2 separate regions of the Callithrix jacchus genome follow, and region 2 is linked to region 1. The links are chromatin contacts, called in public Hi-C maps. All regions are on one chromosome and are shown on one strand. Each heading gives the region's core, a stretch centred on a gene start, on an enhancer-like site or on the middle of the called end of the contact. The rest is flanking DNA. Distances are from core to core; before and after follow the strand shown. Region 1 holds the start of THBS3 (thrombospondin 3). Region 2 overlaps ENTREP3 (endosomal transmembrane epsin interactor 3).

Region 1 (5,801 bases), core at 1,335-3,834:
AACACATTCCTGCCTATCTCCTGCTCCTCCCCTTTTACACACCCTTCCTCACCCCCAAAGGATACTGGGTACCTGAAGGGCTCCGCCAGGGGTTGCTGATCTTGTGCACCTTCAGTGGAGCACCTGTAAATCTGGCATAGGTCTGCAGGAAATGAAGCAGAAGGCAGAAAGGCAGGGCCATAGTCCCCACAAGGGGTGTCAAGAAGAGAAATAACATTTATTGAATACCTATGTGCCATGCCCTATGCTTAATATCCTAGTCCAGAAAAAAAAAGAGAAGACACTACCACTGTTATTTCTCAAATGGACAACACAGTGCTTAGAGAGATTATGGACATGTCCATGATTACAGGTCAGTTAGGAAAATCCTTCCCTCTATCTCCTCCCCTGTCATCTACCTGGTGAACATTTATCCTCAGAAGCTTTTCCTAACAAGTATCCCTCTTCTTGGAAGCATTGACCATGCCCTTCTCTTTGGCACAATCTGTGGTCTGTTACTACTTATACCTGAATATTTTATTATATTTATTTGCTTACCTATCTGCCTTTGTGTAAACTCAAGGAAAGGAACCGAATTTTATTCATCTTTGCATGGCAATATTTAGTATTTGGAAGAAATATAATAGATGCTTTTCAAAGCAGGAATGAATAAATGAAGCTAAGTCTGTCTGATTGCTAAGCTCTTTCTACAGAGCCTGGCTGTGAGTCTTTTGGTCCAACAAACAATAGGCTCAGTAAATGCTGTTAAGTGAGGAGGAGGAAAAGAAGACGGCTGAGGAGAAGGCAGGAATTCCAAACCAGAGTAGGTCCCTGAGATAGTCCAGCCTAGTAAACCTCCGGATGGAGAAACAACGCCCAGAGAAGAAAAAGAATCGCCCCAAGGTCACACAGCCAGTTAATGAATGAGCAAGGACTAGAACCCATCTCCTGAACTCCCCACCAGGCGTCTTTTCATTGCTGCATGAAAGCTAGAAAACTACAGCACAGGGCATTGAGCCCATAGCGGCCACGTACGCTCTTTGACTGCCTCAGTTTCCCCCAATGCGCCCGTGCTGAGTAGCTCTGACAAAGTTCGGATGCTCGGCTAGTTCGGCCCCCTCCCCAGTCATCGAGGCACAGCAGAGGGCGCCGGCGCCTCCCCTCACCAGCACGGCCAGGCTGTCCAGGTCCACTGACGGCAGGCCCCAACCCCCTGACCAGCAGAATAGCTCCATGGGCGCCGCCATCTTGCCCGCCCCCTGTCCCGGAAACACTTCCTTCTGTGCTCCTGCCCTCCCCTGCACGGACCCGCCCCCTGCCACCGCCCCTCGTGTCGTGGCGGGCAGGGGGCTTGGGGAGGTCTCCGGGGAGGCGAGGCTTCTGCTGGCCCGACTGGCAGCCGCACTGCGGGGGGCTGGGCCGCGGGCCTCGGGGAGGGACGGCCGCCGGCCCATCCAGAGGCGGGCCCCGTAGCGGGACAGCGCTGTCAGCCAGGCGCGCCTCGGAAAGTCACGGCGCTTCGGCTGAGTGGAGCCCCGAACCCCCGACGGCGCGGCCAGCCCAGGAGAGCGGGGTCTTGTGCGCCTGGGCCAGGTCTGGGGGCTCTTGCCAAAGTGCACGTGGCCTGTACTGCTCTGGGGCCCCTTGGGGCTCGTCCCAGAGCGGGGACTGCGGCGGGGGGGTCCCCCGAGCAGCATGTTTTCCACAGCGCGTTATGTTTGGAGCAGGCCCTGCGCCGCCTGTCGCCATGGAAACAAAACAGGGGCGGTGGCGGCGGCCGGAGCGGACGCCGGACTGGGGCCTGGGTGGGGGAGGGGAGGAGAGTGGAGGCTCGCAGGCTGTTGCCTAGGTAATGGGAACTCAGGCGCCCCTCTGCTTCATCCGGATCAAGGACCGTCCGCTAGTACCTACAGGATTCCACAGTCTGGTCGTTGGCTCCTGGCCTGTCCCCCGGTCTTCTGCGCCTGTTCCTGGTGTCCCTTTCCTCTTTCCTGGTTTCTTCACTCCGACCTCACTGACCACTGCTTTAGACTCTCCAGTTCCCGTCAGACGCTTCCAGACTCCCAAAGTTTCCTAAAAATGAGGGAAAATGGAGAAACAGGCCCGTGTCAGGGGACCCCCACCCTAATAAAGAGCGCTTGCTCCGCCAGAACAGCAAACTTCATGCCATGTGGGCATCCCTGGGCACTATAGCAAGCTAGTTTTGGCCACTCCCTTGGCATCCTTTCCTGCCAGCTGTGGAATAATGCCCACTGTCTAGCACTGCCCCTGGTAGGGGTTCTTGCCTTCCACAATCGTGGCTTCCAGAAAACGGTAGCATTTGGTAGTGCTGTGTGCTGAGACCCCCAACAGTGTGATGACTGGGGAAAGGGAGGCAACTAGGGGCGGACCATTAGGGGGAGGTAAGAGGCAGGGAGGCCTCCAGGACTGTTTCCCAGTGCCCCTGGTTCCCAGAGCTGATGATGCCTGCAGGGTGATTGGCAGCTCTTTGTTTCAGCCCCCCCCATCCACCCGCCTGCTGGCCCCCCCTCCGACTCCGTCCCTCCGCCCCCCGGCTCCTGCTCTCTCCGCCTAGCCTTTTCCCCTCCCAGCTGCCTGCCTGCCAGGGGTAGTGAGCCGGCTGAGCGGCATGGAGACGCAGGAACTTCGGGGGGCCCTGGCTCTTCTCCTCCTTTGCTCTTTCGCATCTGCCAGTCAGGACCTGCAGGGTAAGCCTGTCTCCATCCTCTTAGACCACTCTGCCTCTTTCCCATTTGCCCCCAGCCCAAGTAGCAGAGAACATGTGGGCAAGGAGAGAGGGGAGGAGTCCAGAACTTGAGCCAGAGGAAAACGTTAGACTGCCTAGAATTGGTGAAATTATGGCCTGGTGGAGAGGAGTGGGCACCAGAGGGTAGTGGGGAGTCGGAACGGGCCAGGGTCAGGCATGAGGCCAGGGCAGAGGACTCAGGAACTGGATGCTCAGGCTGCCTGGCTGGGGTGGTGTCTGAGCATCTGTAGATACCCCAGGGTCTGGGAGAGCAGCCTGAACGTGGATGTACTGTGTAGGTCCCTGGGCTTCATCCCCCTGTGCTCCTGGGTGTCCAACGACAGGGCGGGGGTGGGGACCAAGAAGCCTGGGCTTTTTCAGAGGTTTGGTGGTGGGATGGACCATGGGTGTGGGAGAGGTAGCTGGAGCAATGACACAGGCGTAGATTCTTTCCTGGCTGGAGAAAAAACCACAGATTGGCCAGGACACAGGAGGCAGAGGAGCTGGGTCCTACGTTCCCATGGGAGACAGCCCAGATGGTGGGAGGGTCAGAGCCCTCAGTGGGCAGCTGTTCTTATCCAGAGTGATTGTGATGTGCCCTTAGGATGGGAGGAGGGACACTAGGGTGTGGAACGAGCCAAATCCAGCAGTGGAAAGAGAAGCTGCCTCCCGTTTCTGCCTTGTGGGCACCAGGTGCCACTCCTGCGGGGGATCAGCACAGCATCTCCCTTGCGCCACCTGGTGGAGTCATCTCAAATTTGTGGGGTGCTGTTTCTGTTTCTAAGTGAGCTTCAAGCCTGCAGGTTCCTGGAAGGGGGTAGAGGGCAATAATGGGGAAAGGAAGGCACAGTGCCTCTGTCCTCTGAGAGCAAGAGTTGAGTTTTGAGGTCACTAACGCTGCCTGGTGGTGGGGGTAGGGGGTGATGTGGGCTTAGGGGAGGGCATACCTTAGCATTTGATCCCATTCTCTAACCTTGACAACCCCTGCCTGCCTGACCAGTAATTGACCTGCTGACTGTGGGCGAGTCTCGACAGATGGTGGCTGTGGCAGAGAAGATCCGGACAGCCTTGCTCACTGCTGGGGACATCTACCTCTTGTCTACCTTCCGCCTGCCCCCCAAGCAGGGTGGTGTCCTCTTTGGCCTCTACTCTCGCCAAGACAACACACGATGGCTGGAGGCCTCTGTCGTAGGCAAGATCAACAAAGGTGACTGGTGGGCATCTCCTTTCCTGCAATGGTGACCCCTTGAGCACTCTCCCTCATCCCTACTTCCCAAGTGCTTCCTAATTTTCCTTGGCCTCCACTGGGGACCATGGTCCCATTTGGCTGTGCCCACACATCAGGGGCATCTGGTATGGGGTGCTTACAAGGTGCTTTAAGAGGCCAGGTACCAAACAATCGGGTGAAGCTTGAGGCCTGGTATTTATAGGGATGGGTTGTACTTGGGATGCCTGGAGGGAGGGTGAGGCATGTCTCTGCCTCAGCAGTGTTACAGAAAGGTCCTTCAGATCCCTGGCACAGTTCAGTGGGCACAAACCAGCTGTCACCCTAGGAGAGGATAGAGTCATCTGATACCACTGAAGACTACTTCAGTCTTATTCTCCAAACCAATTTTTTATTTTTATTTTTATTTTGGTTCCCATACCAGGAGTCGAACCTGGGCCACTTGGGTGAAAACCAGGAATCCTAACTGCTAGACTATATGGGAACCAGTTTTTTTTTTTAAAGGGCATCTCACTCTGTCACCTAGGGTGGAGTGCAGTGGCACAAGATCAGCTCCCTGCAACCTCCGCCTCCCTGGTTCAAGCAACTCTCCTGTCTCAGCCTCCCAAGTAGCTGGGACTACAGCTGCCCACCACCAAGCCTGGCTAATTTTTGTAATTTTAGTAGAAAAAGCATTTCGTCTGGTTTTTGGTAAGAAAGAAACTATTAAAAAAAAAAGAAAAAATAAAGAAACAGTGTTTCGAATGTTGACCAGGCTGTTCTTAAACCCCTGACCTCAGGTGATCTCCCCACCTTAGCCTCCCAAAGTGCTGGGATTACAGGCGTGAGCCATCACGGCCCACCTCTACACCAATTTGAAAAACATTTATTGTGTACCTATTGCATACAAGGTGTTGGGAGCTACATAGTAGAATTAGGGATGGGGGCCCTAGAGATGTCTCCAGCAGAGTTGATCCAAGGCTCAACTGGGAGGCAGGGGATGGGGGTACAGTGCCCATACTGATCTCCCCTCCTGGGCAGTACTGGTACGGTACCAGCGGGAGGATGGCAAAGTCCACGCCGTGAACCTCCAGCAAGCAGGCCTGGCCGATGGACGCACACACACAGTTCTCCTGCGACTCCGCGGCCCCTCCAGACCCAGCCCTGCCCTACATCTCTATGTGGACTGCAAACTGGGTGACCAGCATGCAGGCCTTCCAGCACTGGCCCCCATTCCTCCAGCGGAGGTCGATGGGCTGGAGATTAGGACTGGACAGAAGGCTTATTTGAGGATGCAGGTGAGCCAGGAGGAGACTCTAAGTTCTGTGGAAATAGAGTTTGCACCAGTTGGGGAAGGGGTTGGTAGACCTTCCCACCTTATTCTGCTGCTATCCCCCCAGGGCTTTGTGGAATCTATGAAAATTATTCTGGGTGGGTCCATGGCCCGGGTAGGAGCCCTGAGTGAATGTCCATTCCAAGGGGACGAGTCCATCCACAGTGCAGGTAACACAGACTTGTTTGCTGACATTGGACCACAGGCCCTGTGGCCTTTGGTGAATCCTGTGTTTTCAACCTCCCTCTCAACACCCATTCCTTTGGCTCACCTTCCTGGGGTTTCTAACCGTTATTCCAAATCTTCCACCTGACTCCAAAGTCTCCAGTACAGCCATCCCAGAAAAAAAACAAAGCAATCCAAGAGAGGACTATCACTGAGGAACTCTGGAAGGGATGGGAGAGAAAGAAGTTAATTGCTTGGTCTTGGCTGACTGAGAGATACTGGTCTTGAGTCTTTTTTTTTTTTTTTTTTGAGACAGTCTTGCTCTGTCACCCAGTGGTGCAATCTGGGCCACCGCAACCTCCCCCTCCTGGGTT
Region 2 (5,801 bases), core at 2,125-4,624, 50 kb before region 1:
GAGAACTATGGTCAGGGCAAAGGCATGGCCCAGGTGTTTAAGTAGGGACAGATGTGTGCCTATGCAATGGGGTGGTAAGGCAGGCACAAAGAGTCTGAAAAATCTAGGTGGCCGCTCAGCTCTGCCACCTCTAGCTGCATGACCTCGGGAAAGCTATAGTAACCCCGACTGCCTGATCCATTAAACATTGTGAAGGTAGAATGTTTGTAAAGCTCTTAACACTATTAAGCCTTCAATAAAGTTCCATTTTCCCCTTCTTTTCTGGATCATTCTTTATTACCAATGACATTTGTTCTAGTGTCTCTCATATTTAAGAAAACTCTTTCAGGTCTGGGTATAGTGGCTCACGCCTATAATCCCAGCACTTTGGGAGGCCGAGGCAAGAGGATCATTTGAGTCTGGGAATTCAAGACCAGCCTTGGCAACACAGTGAGACCCTGTCTATACAAAAAAAAAAAAAATTAGCCAGGCATGGTGGCACATGCCTGTAGTCCCAGCTACTCAGGAGGCTGAGATGAGAGGATCACTTGAGCTTGGGAAGTCGAGGCTTCAGTGTGCTCTGATTGAGCCATTGCACTACAGCCTGGGCAACAGAGCAAGACCATGTCTCAAAAAAGACAAGCCGGGTGCAGTGGCTCAAGCCTGTAATCCCAGCACTTTGGGAGGCCGAGGCGGGTGGATCACGAGGTCAGGAGTTTGAGACCAGCCTGGCTAATCTGGTGAAACCCCATCTCCATTAAAACTACAAAAAATTAGCCAGGCGTGGTGGCGCACGCCTGTAGTCCCAGCTATTCAGGAGGCTGAGGCAGGAGAATCACTTGAACCCACCAGGCGGAGGTTGCAGTGAGTCAAGATCATGCTACTGCACTCCAGCCTGGGCTACAGAGCAAGACTCTCTCTCAAGAAAAAAAAGAACAAAGAAACTGTTAAGATAGTCTTTCCAACCACTGCTCCTTTTCTTAGCAATAGGTTTTCTCTTTATTCTCTCTACTCTTAAACATCCTTAATGAGAGAATCTTAAACATTCTCTCCTCACCCACCCCCATCAGACTCTTTCCCCAGCCATTGCTCTAAACAAAATTTTCAGTGACAGCTGGGCGCCATGGCTCACACCTGTAATCCCACCACTTTGGGAGGCCAAGGCAGGTGGATCTCAAAGTCAGGAGTTCAAGGACACTGGCTCATGCCTGTAATCCCAGCACTCTGTGAGGCCGAGGTGGATGGACAGATCAGCTGAGAGTTTGAGACCAGCCCGGCCAACATAACAAAACCGTGTCTCTACTAAAAATACAAAAATTAGCTGGGTGTGGTGGCAGTGGCCTGTAATCCCAGCTACTGGGAGGCTGAGGCAGAATTGCTTGAACTCAGGAGGCAGAGGCTGTAGTGAGCTGAGACTGCACTGCCACAAGAACGAAACTCCATCTCAAAAAAAAAAAAAAAAAAAAGACCAGGCTGGCCAAGATGGTGAAACTTGCCTCTACTAAAACTACAAAAATTAGGTGGTCATGGTGGCGGGCACCTATAATCCCAGCTACTCGGGAGGCTGAGGCAGAGAATTGCTTGAACCCAGGAGGTCAAGGTTGCAGTAAGCCGAGATCACGCCACTGCACTCCAGCCTTGGCGACAGAGCTAGACTTTGTCTCAAAAAAAAAAATTTTTCAGTGACCAAAGTGGTGTCAGACCCAGTGATCATTTCTCTTCCTGCATCTCACTTGATCTAGAGACAGCAATGATCTCATAATCAGCACCTTCTTGTTTTTTTTGTTTTTTTGAGACGGAGTTTTGCTCTTGTTACCCAGGCTGGAGTACAATGGCACGATCTCAGCTCACTGCAACCTCCGCCTTCTGGGTTCAAGCAATTCTCCTGCTTCAGCCTCCCAAATATCTGGGACTACAGGCGCACACCACCATGCCCAGCTAATTTTTGTATTTTTAGTAGAGATGGGGTTTCACCTTGTTGACCAGGATGGTCTCGATCTCTTGACCTCATGATCCACCTCCCTCGGCCTCCCAAAGTGCTGGGATTATAGGCGTGAGCCACCGCGCCCGGCCAATGCACCTTCTTGAATGCTTCCCTTTGAAACAGGAAAAATTGGCTCTTCTACTTTATCCTGCTGAACTGGGTAGGAGTGGAGGGGCCCAGGACCCTGACCTAAGCCCTCTTTCTTACCTCGACTTTTCTGTAGGTGGCCCTACTACTAAGGTCCCTGTGTTAATGTCTAACTCCAGCCTTGACCTCTCATGAGCACCATCCAACTCAGCATTTCTGCTTGGAAGTCTAATGGGCATCTCAGATTCAACGTGGCCACAACTGAACTCTCGATTCCCACCCCAGAACCTGTTATTTTTCCACTGTTTCCATCTCAATTAATGGCACCTCCATTATCATTTGCACATTCCAAAAGCTTAGGCATCATTGCGACTTCTTTTCCCATATCCAACACAACCAATCCTATCCTGAATTCATCCACGTCCCACCATCTCGCCAGCTACCCAGTTCCAGCCACCTTCTCTCCACAACCTCTCAATCAATCTTTCACTTTCCCCAACAATCCATTCTCCACTCAGTAACATGATGATAAAGCATGTCAAGGCTCTGCCTCAATTTAATGGCTTCCCATTGTGTTTAGAATCACCTCCAAGCTCTCAGGGACTATGGCACACCTTCTGTTCCACCCAAATTGTCTCACAGCACAAGCACGTTTGCATCTGCTGTTTTCCAAGCACGAAACCCTTAGCCCCTATAGCTGCTGCTGTCACCTAATTTCAGGTTTTAGCTCCATTCTCACCATTTCAGTGAGCACCCAATACCCGTTTTAGTCTATCACATAGCCATGTTTTTTGTTGTTGTTGTTGTTGTTGAGACAGAGTCTTGCTCTCTCACCCAGGCTGGAATGCAGTGGTGCATCTGGGATCACTGCAACCTTCCACCCTCCGGGTTCAAGCGATTCTCCTGCCTCAGCCTTCCAAGTAGCTAGGCGTACAGGTGCCTGCCACCATGTCCACCAGGCTAAGTTTTGTATTTTTAGTAGACATGGGGTTTCACCATGTTGGGCAGGCTGGTCTCGAATTCCTTACCTCAAGTGATCCGCCTGCCTCGGCCTCCCAAAGTGCTGGAATTACAGGTGTGAGTCACTGCGCCTGGTCACATAGCCATGTTTTGAGCATGTATCACTATCTACAATTATTTTTTGTTTACGTTTGTGTTGTCCCATAGAATGTAAGGTCCCAAGATCAGGAACTTGCGCATTCCGCTGAGTCTAACAGTAGGTCCTCAACCAACACTCGTTAAGATATGAAAGTGGCAGAGTGGGGACTTGTAAACAGCTTTAGGACCCTATGCTTGTAGGGGCAACGTGGTACCCTCCAAGGAAGCCAGGGAGGAGGAAGGAGCAGTGCCCAGAGATGGCGTCAGGCTGCAAGACTTCGTCAATAATTCACCATCATAACAACCCAGCATCAGGAAGGGCTGAGGCGCGGCCAGGACGAAACATTATGTAAGAGGCGATGGATGTTGGGATTCCCACGGGGCAGGCTCTGGGCACAGGACGTTCCCTAAACCCGAGGCTCTTTAAAGTGGAAGTTTAGGAATCCTGCTGAGTTTCGGTGGGCTGGACTCACTGTGGGAATTCAATTGCCCCCATCCACTAAGGCTGTGCTGGCGCGAAAACGCTGAGACGCATGCGTGGTTCCGGTGTTCGGCGCTTTCTCCGTTTCCAAATACGCTTGCGCCCCATCTTGGCTATGACTGGTCAGCGAGAGTTGTCCGTCTCCAATTAGACCAATGAGACTTGTGGAGGGCCTCTGTGTCCCGCCTCTAAACGAGTGGCCGTTCCCTTCGGAGTGAGGCCCCGCCCCGCCTCCCCCGGGCTGCTTTTCTCACGGCTGAGGCTGGTCCTGGCTTCTGCACTTACTGCCCTGGGCCTCAGGCTCCAGTCCCGCCCACGCGCCTTTGCAGGCTGCGGAGGGATTTCTTTTTGCCGCCGATTGGGGCTGCTGTTTCTCTTCCCCGACGGTAGACGTTGTAAATATTTCGCCCTTTGGATTTTAGCTGTGCCCTACCTGCGTTCGAACTTAACGTTTTTCACCATCATTATTATTTTTACTGGCAAGGATATTAAAATTTTACTAACGAAGAAGAGATTATAAAATCTTCAAGTTCGGCCGGGCGCTGTGGCTCACGCCTTAATTCCAGCACTTTGGGAGGCTGAAGCGGGCGGATCACCCGAGGTAGGGAGTTCGAGACCAGCCTAGCCAAAAACATGGAGAAACCCCATCTCTGCTAAAAATACAAAAAATTAACCGGGCGCGGTGGCGCATGCCTGTAATCCCCAGCTACTACGGAGGCAGAGGTAGAATTGCTTGAACCCGGGAGGCGGATATTGCGGTGAGCCGAGATCACCCCATTGCACTCCAGCCTGGGCAACAAGAGTGAAACTCCGTCTAAAAAAAAAAAAGTCTTCAAGTACTTGGATCCACTTGCTTTTTGAGGGGTTGAGTGGAGAGAAGGTTATATAATTCATGCATTCTTCAGACATGTGACAAACGTTCCCGGAGCTAGCTCCAGAGTCGGGATGCGCACTGGGGCTGCAGATGGGAGCCAGGACGGACTGGTCCCTACCCTGCCCGCTGACGATTGGCCGGCCACTTCCTTTGATGAGCTGAGCCATCAAAGGAAAATAAATAAAACTGCCAATAAGCCATTTGTACAATTCATCACAACAGTGATAAGGGTGACAAAGGAGCTACTCGGGAGGCTGAGGCGGGAGGATCGCTTGAGCCCAGGAGTTTGAGACCAGCCTGGAGGATAGAGACACTGTCTGAAAAACAGGGGAGAAAGAGACAAAGATGAGCAGGCTATGAGTTTGTGTTACAGGAGGTGTGGGGTTGGGGCAGCATGGGTCGAGGTTCTTTTTTTTTTTTTTTTTTTTGAGATGGAGTCTCACTCTGTAGCCCAGGCTGGAGTGCGGTGGCGCGATCTCGGCTCACTGCAACCTCCACTCCCCTCCCCAGGTCACGGTTCAAGCAATTCTCCTACCTCAGCCTCCCAAGTAGCTAGGATTACAGGCACGAGCCACCATCCTCAGCTAATTTTTTGTATTTTTTAGTAGGGACACGATTTCACCATGTTAGCCAGTCTGGTCTTGAACTCCTGACCTTGTGATCCACCTGTCTGGGCCTCCCGAAGTGCTGGGATTACAAGCGTGAACCACCATGCCCGGCCAAGGGGTGAGGTTCTTAAAAGTGACATCTGGGCTGAATTCTGAAAGAATAAGCCTTAGCTAGGCTAAGCTGTGGGGAAGAGTGGGGCTGCTGAAAGAAGGGATTGTAACTGAATGCTAGTCTACCTCTACACTTGCCTCCTACAGTCTGATTTCTACTCAGCAGCCAAAGTGATCTTTTAAAAATATACATCTGGGCTGGGCATGGTGGCTCGAGCCTGTAATCCCCCAGCACTTTGGGAGGCTGAGGTGAGTGGATCACTTGAGGTCAGGAGTTCAAAACCAGCCTGGCCAACATGGTAAAACACTGTCTCTACTAAAAATACAAAAATTAGTTGGGCTTGGTGATGTGTGCCACTGCACTCCAGCCTGGGCGACAGAGCAAGACTGTCTCAAAAATAAATAAATAAAATAATAAAAATACACACCTGATACTGTCATTTCCCCTGAACCAAACTCTACAGTGAATTTCTGTCTTAGAACAAAATTCAGATTCCTTACTGTGGCCACCAAGACCCTACACGATCTGGCCTCTAACTTCCTTCTCCAAGGTCACGTTTTCCCACTATCCATCTCACT

Evidence for each region. Hi-C and Micro-C count contacts between places; a contact is called where the count stands out from the background.
Region 2: a Hi-C map of skeletal muscle shows a contact between it and region 1, with 4 times the contacts expected there. The contact joins the enhancer-like site here to the promoter of THBS3 in region 1. A contact is called at or near these places in 2 of 3 Hi-C or Micro-C datasets (both in skeletal muscle).

What each region holds. Positions count from the first base shown.
Region 1 is chr18:15,622,596-15,628,396 of calJac240_pri, reverse strand. It overlaps THBS3 (thrombospondin 3), which reads left to right and starts at 2,584. Exons shown (of 23, transcript XR_013529406.1): 1 at 2,584-2,687; 2 at 3,726-3,932; 3 at 4,971-5,227; 4 at 5,330-5,432. It overlaps LOC100397722 (metaxin-1), which reads right to left. Exons shown (of 9, transcript XM_035279814.3): 2 at 1,891-2,052; 3 at 73-142. TRNAE-UUC (transfer RNA glutamic acid (anticodon UUC)) reads right to left here and starts at 4,434; the gene lies at 4,363-4,434. It overlaps LOC118149222 (a long non-coding RNA gene), which reads right to left. Exons shown (of 3, transcript XR_013529420.1): 2 at 5,534-5,648; 3 at 5,116-5,252.
Region 2 is chr18:15,673,789-15,679,589 of calJac240_pri, reverse strand. ENTREP3 (endosomal transmembrane epsin interactor 3) reads left to right here. Exons shown (of 9, transcript XM_008984561.5): 9 at 1-257. Among named protein-coding and RNA genes, the nearest start is that of ENTREP3, 9.8 kb to the left of the region's middle. Within about 2 kb of position 3,374, at least 14 of the 16 cell types and tissues checked have an H3K27ac peak or open chromatin away from gene starts, as enhancers often do. A contact at or near this core is called in skeletal muscle, where this site is marked.